Regions from separate parts of the Mus musculus genome. Here region 1 is linked to region 2. The links are chromatin contacts, called in public promoter capture Hi-C maps. All regions are on one chromosome and are shown on one strand. The core of a region is the stretch at or near the end of the contact, and the rest is flanking DNA. Distances in the headings are between cores, read along the strand shown.

Evidence for each region. Promoter capture Hi-C pulls out the DNA fragments that hold promoters and counts their contacts.
Region 1: a promoter capture Hi-C map of liver shows a contact between it and region 2, with 2.5 times the contacts expected there. The contact joins the enhancer-like site here to the promoter of Vkorc1l1 in region 2. A contact is called at or near these places in 7 of 39 promoter capture datasets (the C10 cell line, cranial neural crest, embryonic stem cells and 3 more), 2 of 484 Hi-C or Micro-C datasets (B cells and erythroblasts), 5 of 115 datasets of contacts at active chromatin or transcription factors (the 230-238 cell line, effector CD8 T cells, embryonic stem cells and 2 more) and 2 of 9 other capture datasets (adipose tissue and liver).

Annotation. Positions count from the first base shown.
Region 1 is chr5:130,201,923-130,209,151 of GRCm38.p6, forward strand. It overlaps Rabgef1 (RAB guanine nucleotide exchange factor (GEF) 1), which reads left to right. Exons shown (of 9, transcript NM_001199059.1): 5 at 5,087-5,168; 6 at 6,764-6,896. It also overlaps the pseudogene Gm15921. Among named protein-coding and RNA genes, the nearest start is that of Tmem248, 17 kb to the right of the region's middle. Within about 2 kb of position 3,904, at least 59 of the 459 cell types and tissues checked have an H3K27ac peak or open chromatin away from gene starts, as enhancers often do. A contact at or near this core is called in B cells, effector CD8 T cells, liver and 2 more, where this site is marked.
Region 2 is chr5:129,936,830-129,943,553 of GRCm38.p6, forward strand. Vkorc1l1 (vitamin K epoxide reductase complex, subunit 1-like 1) reads left to right here and starts at 5,280. Exons shown (of 3, transcript NM_027121.4): 1 at 5,280-5,536. The coding sequence starts at 5,343.

The sequences.
Region 1 (7,229 bases), core at 2,654-5,153, 260 kb after region 2:
AGGAATACAGCTTACTTAGCACACAGCAGGTCCTAGGTTTAGCCCTAGAACTGTGAAAAGAATGTGGAGAAGGCTCCCTGCCTTTGATTCCAACCCTCAGGAGGCACAGACAGGTGGATCTCTTGTTCCTGGCTAGCTTGGTCTATAGAGTGAGTTCTAGGACAGGCGGGGATACACAGAGAAACTATCTCAAAAACAAACAAGAGAGAGAGAGAGAGAGAGAGAGAGGAGAGAGAAAGAAAGGAAAGGAAAAAGAAAAGGAAAGGAAAGAAAAGGAAAGGAAAGGAAAGGAAAGGAAAGGAAAGAAAAGAAAAGAAAAGAAAAGAAAAGAAAAGAAAAGAAAAGAAAAGAAAAGAAAAGAAAAGGGCTCAGCGGTTAAGATCACTGATTGCTCTTCGAGAGGTCCTGAGTTCAATTCGCAGCAACCACATGGTGGCTCACAACCATCCGTAATGGGATCCAGTGCCCTCTTCTGGTGTGTCTGAAAACAGTGACAGTGTACTCACATACATAAAATAAATAAATCTTAAAAAATAAATCACCCCCCATACCAACTTGAGAGAGAACGAGGTTGGAGGGGGGGATGGAGTAAAAAAAGTGCAGAAAAGGCCGTGTGTGGCTTCATGACAAAGTTCTGAGTTCAGCCTTCAACACCTGAATTTTTTTTTTTCAATAAGGAAATTAGAAGCTAGAATGTAACTTGTATAAAAGAATCTTATAAAAGGTTATCTAGACATGGCTCAGTAATCAGGAGGAAGCTGGTTCTACTTGTTCTGGGGATCCAAAAGTTTGACAACACTCACCTCTCTGCTGGCTCTGCACTCATGTACACACACACAGGCTTCACAACACTCACCTGTCTGCTGGCTCTGCACTCATGTACACACACACACACACACACAGGCTTCACAACACTCACCTGTCTGCTGGCTCTGCACTCATGTACACACACACACACACACACAGGCTTCACAACACTCACTTGTCTGCTGGCTCTGCACTCATGTACACACACACACACACACACACACACAGGCTTCACAACACTCACCTGTCTGCTGGCTCTGCACTCATGTACACACACACACACACATACACACACAGAGGCTTCACAACACTCACCTCTCTGCTGGCTCTGCACTCATGTACACACACACACACACACACACACACACACACACAGGCTTCACAACACTCACCTCTCTGCTGGCTCTGCACTTATGAGCATACCCTACATACACACACGTTTGTACACATAACTAAAAATAAAACAAGATACAGCCAGGGGTGGTAGCAAACCCTTTAATCTTAGTACTTGGGAGGCAGAGACAGACCCCTGAGTTTGAGGCCATCCAGGACCACACATCATATAGAAACCCTGTGTCAAACACAAACAAACAAACAAAAAAACTTGGAAAAGGTAATCTTACTGTGAGACTTAAGCTTTAGTTTGGTAGAATACTGACTGTGGGTTCAATGGTATGTGTGGTCACCTGTGTAGTGTACTCTCTGTAGCTTTCCTTTGACCTTTGAACATAGCCTCATGTCTTGAGTAATTTTATTTTAAAGAGTATTTTTATTATTTTATGTGTATAGATATTTTGCTTGCCTTTTCTGCACTTTTTTTACTCCATCCCCCCCCCCACCTCGTTCTCTCTCAAGTTGGTATGGGGGGTAATTTATTTTTTAAGATTTATTTATTTTATGTATGTGAGTACACTGTCACTGTCTTCAGACACACCAGAAGAGGGCACTGGATCCCATTACGGATGGTTGTGAGCCACCATGTGGTTGCTGAGAATTGAACTCAGGACCTCTGGAAGAGCAGTCAGTGCTCTTAACTGCTAAGCCCTTTTCTTTTCTTTTCTTTTCTTTTCTTTTCTTTTCTTTTCTTTTCTTTCCTTTCCTTTCCTTTCCTTTCCTTTCCTTTTCTTTTCTTTTCTTTTCTGTCTGTGTACCTAGTGCTTACATGGCCCACTGAGGTCAGAAGAGGGCGTTGGATCCTCTGAACTGGTGTGAGCTGCTGTATGGGTGCTGGGAATTGAACCTGGGTCCAATGGGTGGAAGAGCAGCCCGTGCTTTTAACTGCTGAGTCATCACTCTAGCCCTTCAGGAGTAATTTTAAAGTATGGTGAAACCTGGGCATTGTGGCACATGCTTTTAATCTGTACACTCAGGAGACAGAAGCAAGTGGATGACCTCTCTGTGAGTTGGAGGCCAGCCAGAGCTACACAGGAGATCTTATCTCAAAAGGAAAGGAAGAAAAAAAGCTCAGAGGACATGCAGAGAGACAATCATCTCAAAACCCTGTTATCTCATTTAACGAGGTTCATGGCTTGGTGAAGAATTGTTTTCTTCAAGTCTGTTTATATGGAAACATGTTTAAAGCGTGCTATTAGGTTGGGCGTGTAGATGTGAGCATATACTTTAAGCACTTGGGAGGCTGAGGGGGAAGATTACTTGTGCCCACAAGTTTGAGACTGATTGGACAAAATAATGAGAGCCTGTCTCAAAACTAAAAATCATATGCTGGGTAAGGTGGCATATGGCTTTCATCTCCGCATTTATGAGCAGATAGCAGGGGGTTAGAGGCTGGCCTGGACTATCCTGGCCGGTGAAGGACAGCCAGTGCTCTCTAGACCCTTAGTTCGGGTTATAAAACACTATTACTCTAGGGCTGGAGAGCTGAAGAGGATCCAGGCTCAGCTCTCAGCACCCTTGGCATGGTGGACCTGACACCTTGCTTCTGAGGGCACCAGGCATGCGTGAGGTGCTCGTGCATGTGTAGCAAAGACACCAGTTTTCTTGTGAGCCGCACTCTGTGATCTCACTCTCCTGAGGAAGTGATCAAGTGTAATAGAGGAGCTTTTGGTCGTTTCATGGCTTTGGTTTCGTTTCCTGGAGAGCCTTTCTGTGAAGATTTGCCTCTGCCTTGCATGTTGGCTCCCACCTTTAATCTCAGCACTTGGAAGGCAGAGGTGGGTGTTTTTTTTTTTTTTTTTTTTTTTTTAAGTTCTAGTCTAGCCTGGTATACATAGGGAAGGAGTTCTAGACTGGGCTATAATAGAGATACCCTGACTCAAAAAACAAACAAGCAAAACAACAACAATAAAAAACAAAAGGCTGGAGAGATGGCTCAGAGGTTAAGAGCACTGGCTGCTCTTCCAGAGGTCCTGAGTTCAATTCCCAGCAACCACATGGCTACTCACAACAGTCTGTAACTCCCATTCCAGGGCTTCTGACACCCTCACACAGATATGCAGGCAAAACATCAATGCACATAAAATTAAATAAACAAATGAATAAAATAGAAACAGTTGCTACTGGTTACTTTGTATTAACTTACAGTTTGCCTTGTGTTAACACTTATGGAGAAGGTATTTTTTCTGTGTTTCGATGAAGAGATTATAGTGTGAAATGTGTCTTTATCTTCACTCACACTTTCCCAGAATATGAGGGCCCTCCTGTACCTTACAGAGATTTTGCTGAGCATTTCATTCGTATGTATTTATTTATTTTTGAGACGAAGTTTCATGTAACCTATGCTGGCCTTGAACTCCTGATTTTCCTGCTTCTCCCTCCAAGTGCTTAATCACAGGGTGTACAGCACTGGTTTACACTGGGCTGGGGCACTCTGCCCACTGAGCCAGTTGCTAGCACCCTCTTCAATTGTTCTAAACCAAATAGTAGTCTGAGCTGTCTGGTTACTATAGAGACCAGAAGGGTATGGCCAAGAGGAAGAGACTCATCCAAACAGGCTTTACTTCTTGAGGAAGTTGGGAGGAAGTAGCACAGACTTGGTTCTAAAATTAGAAGCAATGTGTCCTCATTATACACAGAAGCTGAAAAAGTCAACATGGTGGGAGCAGATTGCAAAACAGTGCCTCCAGGTACTGGGCAGCAAGACAGAGGGCCAGCCAGGTACAAGGTTAAACCTCCAGTGCTGTGTGTGTGTGTGTGCGTCTGCATGGCAGTATGTGTATATGCGTGTAGATGCCCATGTATATGTGTGTGTGTGTGTGTGTGTGTGTGATGTGTGTGTGTGTATGTATGTGTATGTATGTGTGTGGTGTTTATGTGTGTGTGGTGTGTGTATTTGTGTGTGTGTATGTATATGTATGTTTGTATGTATGTGTGTGTCTGTGTGCGTCTGCGTGGCAGGATGTGTATATGCATGCAGATGCCCATGGAGGTCAGAGAGAGTGTGGGGGAACTCAGAAGCTGCAGCTCCAGGCTGTTGTGAGTCTCCTGATGTGGATGCTAGAACTTAATCCTGGTCCTCTGGAAGTATAGCAGGTCCTCCTAACTCACCTCTGGGTCATCTCTCCAGCCTTTCTGATGTCCTTAAGCACAGCAGGAAAACTATGGTTGTTGACACATGACACATGGTGTATTTCAAAGTAATGAGTGGGAAGGAATTTGAATATTCCTGCTATAGCACATTGGCAAGTCTAGGATCGTATGCCTTGGTCCAATCTTGTATAGAAGTATCGCTATACCCATGAATATGGAGATACTAGAGGGTAATCGACATTTTTTAAAGTGAAAAAAAAAATGAGTATTTAAAAAATCAACTCAAAAAGGATCCAAAACTTACATGTTACAGCTATTAAAATCTAAAAAGACCTTGTCATGGAAAAATTAACACTAGTAGTAGTAATAGTAATAAATCGTAAGGATGAGGGTGGTGATGTGAAATAGAGCGCTCACAGGTTGTCTATGCTTACTGTGATGTGTAAAGATCATCAACAGGAGATCTCTCAGGCTGGAGGGGTGGCTCAGCAGCTAAGAGCACTGACTGCTCTTCCAGAGGTCCCGAGTTCAAATCCCAGCAACCACATGGTGGCTCACAGCCAGATCTGACGCCCTCTTCTGGGGTGTCTGAAGACAGCTACAGTGTACTTACATTTAATAAATAAATCTTAAAAAAAAATAGTAGATTTTTCTTTCTTGCAGAATATGTGTGATTTTTAAGTTCTTATAGAGTCGGCTCAGTGCAGGGAGTGTGTTTGAGAGACTTGCTCAGGTTTGGTGTTCTCAAACTAACTCTTCAGCTGCTTACCAACCTATTGTCTGTTGATTCCAGGATTTAAGCATCGAGGAACAGTCAGAATGTACTCAGGACTTTTACCAAAATGTGGCTGAAAGAATGCAGACCCGTGGGAAAGGTAATATGTTGTCAGTCAGCTGTTGTGAGGCAGCCAGTTGGAGCTCAAACTGCCCTCGCCTCCTTTGATTGGCCTGGCTGGTACCAAAGTACTGTGCTGACATTGACATCTGCCTCATACCCAGCAGTGCCCTTGCATGACCTGGGCAATTGGGTTGTGCTTTGAATAATATAATTCCTGTATTGTGAGTATAGTGGGGAAGATCAGAGAGGCTCAGGAGGGTTTCTGTATGAATCCCTACCTTGGAATTGCCATTTGGTGAGTCACGGTTCACAATGACATAAACCTAAGGGAGGGGAGTTGGAGCAGAAAAAAATGAGACTCACCCACTTAAAGCTTTGGGTTTGCTTTGTGGAGCTCCTCTGGCCTTCTGTTGACACTATACTTGAGGGTGCGTCTGAGCTATGCTTGATGTCCTCATGCGTGCTTCAGAGAGAACATGGTGGCTTTGTGGGAAACTGCAGAGGAAAGGAGGTTTGCCGGCACTTGGCAACCTTGGGAATTGCAAGTGTTTTACCAGTGTAGCAATAGAGAGGGACCCACAGAAGTCTTCCTACTTGGCAGGGCATATACCTGCTAGGTTCCAGTGAACCAGTTTAGCAAATAGGTGGGAATTCTGTACAATGTAGATTAGAAAGTTGTAATTTCTTTTGTTGTGTTTTTGTTTTTTGTTTTGTCTTGTTTTGTTTTTGTTTTTTGAGACAGAGTCTCACATAACTCAAGCTGGCCTCTAAAAGACTTTGTGTTCCTGAGCCTCCTGCCTCTACCGCCCAAGTGCTAAGAAGACAGACATGCAACACCATGCCTGCTTTATACGGTGCTGGGGTTGGACCCCAGGGCTTCATGCATGCTGGGGCACATCCCCAGCCCAAATAGTTATGAATCCATAAAGAGGGTTTTTAATGTTTCTTTACTAGGTGTGTTTATAGCAATTTTTTTTTTTTAAGGAAAACACTTTGCAGTCCGGGTCCTTTATTTCGTTGTGTACATTAGGCCATGAATCCGTATGGAATGGGCTCCAACAGCTCAGGCTCTTTTCCGTTAGTCCTCACAAAGTGTGCTTCTCTGGGTGGCGCAGGCTGGCGCTTCAGCTGCACCCAGGTGCCCTTCTCTTTGGCTTCCTTTTTCTTCTGGTCGTTCTCCTTCACCTGCTTCAGGAAGCTGTCTCTGCTCTTCAAGCGCTTGATGTGCTCAATCCGCACGTTGATCCTCTTGGCCAGAATTTTGCCCTTAACCTGCTTGTTTACAATGATGCCCACGGCATGCTGGGTGACATTGTAGACTCTTCCGGTTTTGCCGTGGTAGCACTTATGGGGCCTTCCTTTTTGAACAGTGCCCATTCCCTTGATGTCTACAATATTACCCTTCTTGTAGATTCACATGTGTGTGGCCAAAGGAACAACGCCATGTTTCCTAAAAGGCCTAGAGAATATATATCGGGTGCCTCTCCTCTTTCCCTTTGTGTTCGTCATTTTGGCGAGTTACTGGAAGATGGCTGTGGCCAGCAATTTTTTTCTGTATGGAAAATACTACAGAAATAGAGTCTTGTTTTGAAATCCTTCTCTTGAGCTGCTATACCCCTTTGTGTATTCCAGTGCCTCCAGAGAAAGTGGAGAAGATAATGGATCAGATCGAAAAGCACATCATGACGCGTCTCTATAAATTTGTGTTCTGCCCAGAGACTACTGATGATGAGAAGAAAGATCTCGCCATTCAAAAAAGAATCAGGTGATCGCAGTGCCTGCTTTATCTACAACCTAGAACGGAATGATAGCATGTGGCTAAGCGCGTGTGAGCTTCCAGCCTTGGGCAGTAGCAGCAGGAGCATCTCAGCCAGGCTTAGGATAACCAGCTTTTCTGTCTGGCTGGAGAGAGGACCCATGTTGGCTGTGTGAGATCATTCTAGGTCCCTAAAAGCTTCAAGAAGTCTGCTGCCTTGTCAGCGGGAAACTGTGGCTGTCAGTCTCAAGGCGGTGGAGGACGTGTGTCTGTCTTTCTCTGTAGGCATGGCTTTGCCAGTCTGAACTGACTGACCCCTTCTCAGGGACCTCATGGGGTGTA
Region 2 (6,724 bases), core at 4,030-6,529:
AAAGCCAAAACCAACCAACCTACCAAACAGACAAAAATCCCCAAACAAAACAAAACAAAACAAAACAAAACTCATTTCTAGGCCTCTGCCTTAGGAATCACGTTTTAAATTATGTATCTCATAGTTGCTGAGTTACAGATCAGTTAAGTTTCGGATGTTTATTTTAAGCCAGTGGTTCTGGAAGATTTTAATTTCACCTAGTGCTGTGTTTCATTTTCACCCATGGAGAGGATTAAGGTAACAATAGGGAGTATTTACTGAATACTCCCATGTGCCAGGCACCACACATTTAATCCTCCTTAAGCCCTCTAGGTCAGTAGTGCAGCCCTCCTAATTTATAGACGAAGACAATGGGGCAGAGGGACAAAGAAGCTTGCCAGACACAGAGCTGGGGAAACATCAGAATCCCAATCCTGTCCTTAAGCAACAGAACACTTTCTGGGATTACACGTGTGAACCTCCTCATTTGGCTTTTCAACTATCGTTTGCATAGAAACTAACCTTTTAAAGGAAGCGTTCATTCATTCAAAATTGACCTACTAGGTCCGTACCCTTGGGCCAGATCCTGTCTTCCTGACTTATATATTGGTCAAGACAGTGGACAAAACAGAGACATCTCATTTGGGAGACTTGTAGCATAGGGGGATATTCAGAAGAAGGAAGAAGAGAGGGGAGGAGGAGGAGGAGGAGGAAGAAAGAGAAAGAGGAGAAACCAAGAGAAATAAGTATAATAGGTATTTGGTTGTTATATAGTGATAAAATCCTTATTCTTGTGGCTGGAAAGATGGCTCAGTGGTTAAGAGTACTGACTGCTCTTCTGAAGGTCCTGAGTTCAAGCCCCAGCAACCACATGGTGACTCACAACCATCCATAATGAGAGCTGATGTCCTCTTCTGGTGTGTCTGAAGACAGTTACAGTATATTACATATATACATGTAGTAATAAATAAATCTTTTTTAAAAAATCCTAATTCTTTATGTCCATTAGATCATGGTACAGGCTTTTTTTTTTCTTAAAAGAGGTTTATTTAGGAAACAGTGTGGATAGCCCTGAACTTACAATCATCCCACATTAACCCTTCTGAGTGCTCTGTTTGCAGGTGTGTCAATGCCTACTATGTAGCCGTACTCACTTTAACGGAATGATAAGAGAACCAATTATTTCTCAAAGATGAGAATAACACCGGTCCCCTCTCCATAGGCTGCTTTCCCAAAGGGACCTGGGCAGCCTTGGACAGACTCTCTTCTAAAGCTTTCTATCTCAGCTACTGCTCCACCTCAAGAGTTCTCGTTCAATCCTTGCTGGGGTTATTTTCAAAGTGTTGGGGTAAAGCACAGAATTCTAACTCAGCATATCAAGCCTGAGGTCATTGAAGGGGCCTGCAGGAAGCTCCTGGGATTTTTGTTCTGGAGCAGAGTTGAGCCGGCAACCGTCTCTTTCTTTGTACAAACATGAGAATATTGGACTAAGGATTCGAAGTAAAAGAAGACCTTTTGGAATAGAAAGCCGAGTTTGTCAGAAAACAGGGACCTGGGGCTTAGAAGGTGGCTCGGTTTGCAGAACACTTTCTCAGTGTGCAGGTAGCCCTCACTTCAATCCCTAGAATTACATAAATTGGGTACGGAGGTGTATACCCATAATCCCAACACTCAGTAGGTGGAGGAGAACAGTCAGAACTTCAAGGTCACTTTTACCTATATGGTGAGTTTGAGGCCAGCCTAGGATGTGTGAGACCTGATTTAAAAAGAAGAAAAATGGGGCTGGTGAGATGGCTCAGTGGGTAAGAGCACCCGACTGCTCTTCTGAAGGTCCAGAGTTCAAATCCCAGCAACCACATGGTGGCTCACAACCATCCGTAATGAGATCTGACGCCCTCTTCTGGAGTGTCTGAAGACAGTTACAGTGTACTTACATATAATAAATAAATAAATCTTAAAAAAAAAAAAAGAATCAGGGAACCAGCTTCAGTAAAAAAAAAATAAATAAATAAAATAAAAAATAAAAAGAAGAAAAATAGACGGACCTCAGAAGTGGCAGTCAGGTGTGGTTGGGAGCACCTGCCATTCTTGTGTCTGCTAGTCGAGCATTCTACCACAGACTATGCTTCAGCCCCGGTCTCCTGCCTTGTCTCTTTGGTTGTCTCTTCCTGCTTTTGGAAATAGCTCTTTCTTCTTCCTTTGAGGGACTGATTGGTCCTTTATAGAATTTAACCTGTAGAGAGGCAGTGTGTCTGCCTAAGAATTTCCAGGTGGTATGGAGTTGGGGAGTGCCCAGTAAGAGAGGCACTCTGATCTTTGTAGCTTTTCTGCCTACTGTCCCACTGTCTCTTTCCCTCTTTCCTATAAACAACTCTTTGCGGTCCTGAGTCCCTTCAGGTGGTTCTCCCCATCTCCACAGGGAACTGAGTCATCTTCTGCTCCCCGCCCCCCCAGACAGGAGGGTTTCTCTGTGTAGCTGGAACTCACTCTGTAGACCAGGCTGGCCTTGAACTCAGAAATACGCCTGCCTCTGCCTCCCAAATGCTGGGATTAAAGGTGTACACCACCACTGCCCAGCCATCTTCTGCTCTTAAATCTGTTTTCTTTCAACCAATTTTCTCTCAAGTATTAGCTTTGGAGTAGCAAGCAGATGAACTTAAGTCCTATATACTTCCCCCCCTGCCTTTTTTTAAAAAAAGATTTATTTTTTATTATTATACATAAGTACACTGTAGCTGTCTTCAGATGCTCCAGAAGCGCCAGAAGAGGGAGTCAGATCTCATTATGGATGGTTGTGAACCACCATGTGGTTGCTGGGATTTGAACTCAGGACCTTTGGAAGAACAGTTAGTGCTCTTACCCGCTGAGCCTATCTGCTGAACCATCTTGCCAGTCCAATACTCTCCTTTTTTAAAATTACGAAAGTGTACGTGTGTGTGTGTGTGTGTGTGTGTGTGTGAGAGAGAGAGAGAGACAGAGACAGAGACAGAGACAGAGACAGAGAGAGATGCACATATGTGTCTGGGCCATGGAGGTCGGAAGAGGTCATTGGATCCCTCAGAGCTTCAGTCATAGGCATTTATGGGTGCTTGTCTTGAGGCGCAGATGACACCACCTGGTGCGACGACCTTCTAAGTAACAGAATGTATGAAAGTCATAGGCTATCGTTTCTGATCACGGAATAACAAAAGACTCAAGCTGGAGAGATGGCTCGGTAAAAATGCTTGCTGCCTCAGTGTGAGGACCTAAGTTCAAATCTTTGGCTCCTCCTATTTAATGTGGTTGTCTGTGGCTGTCCTTACTTGTAACTCTTGCACTGGAGGCAGAGACAGATGGATCCTCCGTACTTGGCCAGCCAGCCTAGCTAAGCAAACCACAGATTCCAGATTCAGTGAGATACTCTGTCTCAAGGAGGTAAGTCAGGGACGATTATAGTCAGCGATTTTTTTTTTGTACCCACACATATGTGAACACACACACAAATCAATAATGTCCTTTTTAGAGACTCTGACCCCATCTCTTCCCTCTCTCTCCTTTTTTGGAGGTTTAACCTAGAGCTTTACATGTATTAGTCAAGTATTCTACTGTTGAGCTAAAACTTGTTTTCTTCAACCCCTTACTTTGGGTGGGTGGGATGGAAGCCAGCTGTGTTTTCTGGAGGTGTAAATTGGAGCTGTTGTTACTGCCCAGGGAGGACCTGCAGCCTTCTCACTGCCATAGGAGAGAACCTGAAAGAGGACTCTCAGGGTTTGAGATGACTACAGCCATGCCTCACATCTTAATTTGATCCAAGGTAGAGAGGAAGAGAAAGAGAGAGGGAAAGGTGGAGAGACTGAGCCGGAAGATTCCTGACGCAGAGAAAATGAAAAAAAAAAAACCCCAAACAAAACAAACAGACACCCAGTTTATTAGCTTGCTTAAAGCTGCAAAAAATTGGGGTGATTTGTTATCCAACATTGTATAATTAATTGAAGAACATTACTTATTAATCAAAATCACTAGGTGATGCCCCCAAAGCCTAAGAGCTGCATTGAAGCAAAAGCTAGCAATCTCCATCAACAGCTTGTTTCTTTGTAGACACAGATATCCTTACATGGGTTTTCCTGTCCAGTTTTGACAGCAAGGAAGCTCAGAATCAGTTATGGCTCAATTTTAACAATTTTGCAAGCCTCTATGACCTCCTCACGTTTCGTTTTCTTCTGATTTCCCTTTTTCCAAGTTTTTGAGCTTTTTTTTTAAAGTTCATTTTTATCCTTTTAGTATGGATTATGTTAAAGCCACATCAAATCCAAATTATAGAGAAGTATTCATGAACCCATTTAAAAATAGGTTTTTTTAAATGTAAAAATAGTTTTGCGCATTTAAGAAAAAAGTTTCTCACATGTTGAACACAAGACGCCTGGAGGTGGTGCCTGGGGAAGATCATGTCACACAAACGTGTCTCTGGAGCTCTGGAGCCATTGGTCAGGGACAATTTGGATTGGATAAGAAATATCAAGTGATAACGACGGAAATGTGTGTGTGTGCAGAAAGGCAACTGATTGCTACCAGGAGCCAAGGGCTTGCCCAGTCAAGCATTGTAGTAGTATCTTTGAAATCGATCCCTTGTAACAGACCCTAAGATTAAGCCAAACCACCTCTCGCCTCACCCCTTTCCTAGGCCACACCCCTCATCCTTCCTGGTCACGCCCCTGCCCCATCCAGCACACCAGAGTTTTTGCGCTCCGCCCCTTCCCTTCGCTCCCGCCCCACCTTGTTCCGCCTCCCTTCTGACCGCGCCCTCCAGTGTAACGAACCCCATTTCTCAGCACCACCCTTCACTTGCGCCACGCAACCCTGGCTGCTTACAACCTCCGCCTCTTCCCCGCCCGCGCGCGGTTTTCCCACCCGCCCCTTTAAAATCAAACCACGCCCACCGTCAGCCACGCCCTCCGCATGCGCCGCACCACCTCCCCGCTGTTGCGCGCTCCGCCTCCTCCCTCCACACTTATGAGCGGCTTTCTCGCTCCGCCCCAATTCTGGTCAAGCTCCGCCCCTCCTCAAGCCCTTCCCTCTTTCAGACCCCGCCCTCCGCATGCGCCGCACCGCCTCCCTGGCGGTTGCGCGCTCCGCCCCTCCCTCTGTGTCCGCGCGCGCCTTCCCCGCCCAGTCCGCCTCACTCCTCTCGGGGCGGTTGGGCCGCGCGCCTGTGGGGGCGGGGCCCGGAGGAGGCGACCGAGCCAATGGGGCGCGGCGGTGGTGGCGGCGGCGGCGGCGGCGGCGGAGGCGGTGGCGGCAGCGGCGGCGGCTGGGTCGGGCCCCGACGGGCGGCGGCGTCTGAGGTGGAGGCGGAGGGAGGCGGCGGCGGCGGCGGAGGGGGGAAGATGGCGGCGCCCGTCCTGCTGAGAGTGTCGGTGCCGCGTTGGGAACGGGTGGCCCGGTATGCAGTGTGCGCCGCCGGGATCCTGCTCTCCATCTACGCCTACCACGTGGAGCGGGAGAAGGAGAGGGACCCGGAGCACCGGGCCCTCTGCGACCTGGGGCCCTGGGTGAAGTGCTCCGCCGCCCTGGCCTCCAGGTAGCCCGGCTTGAGTGAGGGGAGCGCGACGCGGGCGGCGGCGGGGGGCGGGGAGCGCGCGGGGAGCTCCGGCCTGAGAGAGCGGGGCCCGGGCCGCGACCCGGACGGCGGTGACCGGGGGGCGGCGGCTGAGGGCAGGCCTCCGGGATGAGGTGGCACAGTGCAGCCGGGAGGGCGCGGGCGCGTCCTGGCCGGTGTGACTTTTCTCCCTGTTGTCGCCGAGAGAGGCGTGTGAAGACCCCCGATGCAGAGATCGGCGAAGCCAGCATTCATCCCCGGGGTCTTGGGACCTCTGCTACCCCGGGGCTATATGTCCGGTGGCTTTTATCACTATCCTCTGGGTTGTTCGGGACAGGTGTTTTCGGTGCTCAGGCCTCTTTGTACTCAGAGTTAAGGAGAATTGGCAGCCTTCTGGAGGCGACAGTGACATTTGCGGGTAGACACGCATTTGACCCTACTCTGGAAGAGGAAGGTACCAGCACTTAACCCTATCTGATTTCTTGGATTTTTCTCCCTTGTGTATTTCACGAAGTGTGCCCAGCAGGGGGAAAATGGCCAGAGTTCGGGTCTACTTTAAGTTTAGAGTAAACGATGAGTACCTTGTGTATAGTGATATTTTAGGTACTACGATGACTGTTATTTTATGAAAGGATCTGAGTTGTGACCCACACTGGCCTGAAACTCATCGGACTATAACCTCTACAGCTATTCCCCTGCCTCAGTCTTTTGAGTAGGGAAATACAAGCATGCACCACCGTGGGTGACTTAGAATGACTTTTACATGTTGCTGATTAGTATTAGCGGAATAATCCGCAAGAGATTAGATTTACGAAACTTTGCTAAGCAGGTTTATTTAAACAATTTTTTGTTTCTTGAAAATACCATCGATTTTTTTTCCTGTTAACATTTTATGTAGTGTGCTAGCTTTTTTTCTTAGAAAAAAGTATTTTACACTTTTAAAAAAGGCTTTTTAAAAAACTGATAGCAGTCATCAAAACCAGCAAAAGTGAAAAGAATTATTGCAGAATAGATAGTTTGACATTTTAATAGAGAGTCCTACCCCTAATATTTTGATGTTTGTTAACAGTGCTTAACATTTCACTACATTCCCTCCTTTTGATAAATGCTAGGGAGACACAAATGTATATAGCTCACTAGTTTATTTTGCCCTCCATATTGGTGGAGGAG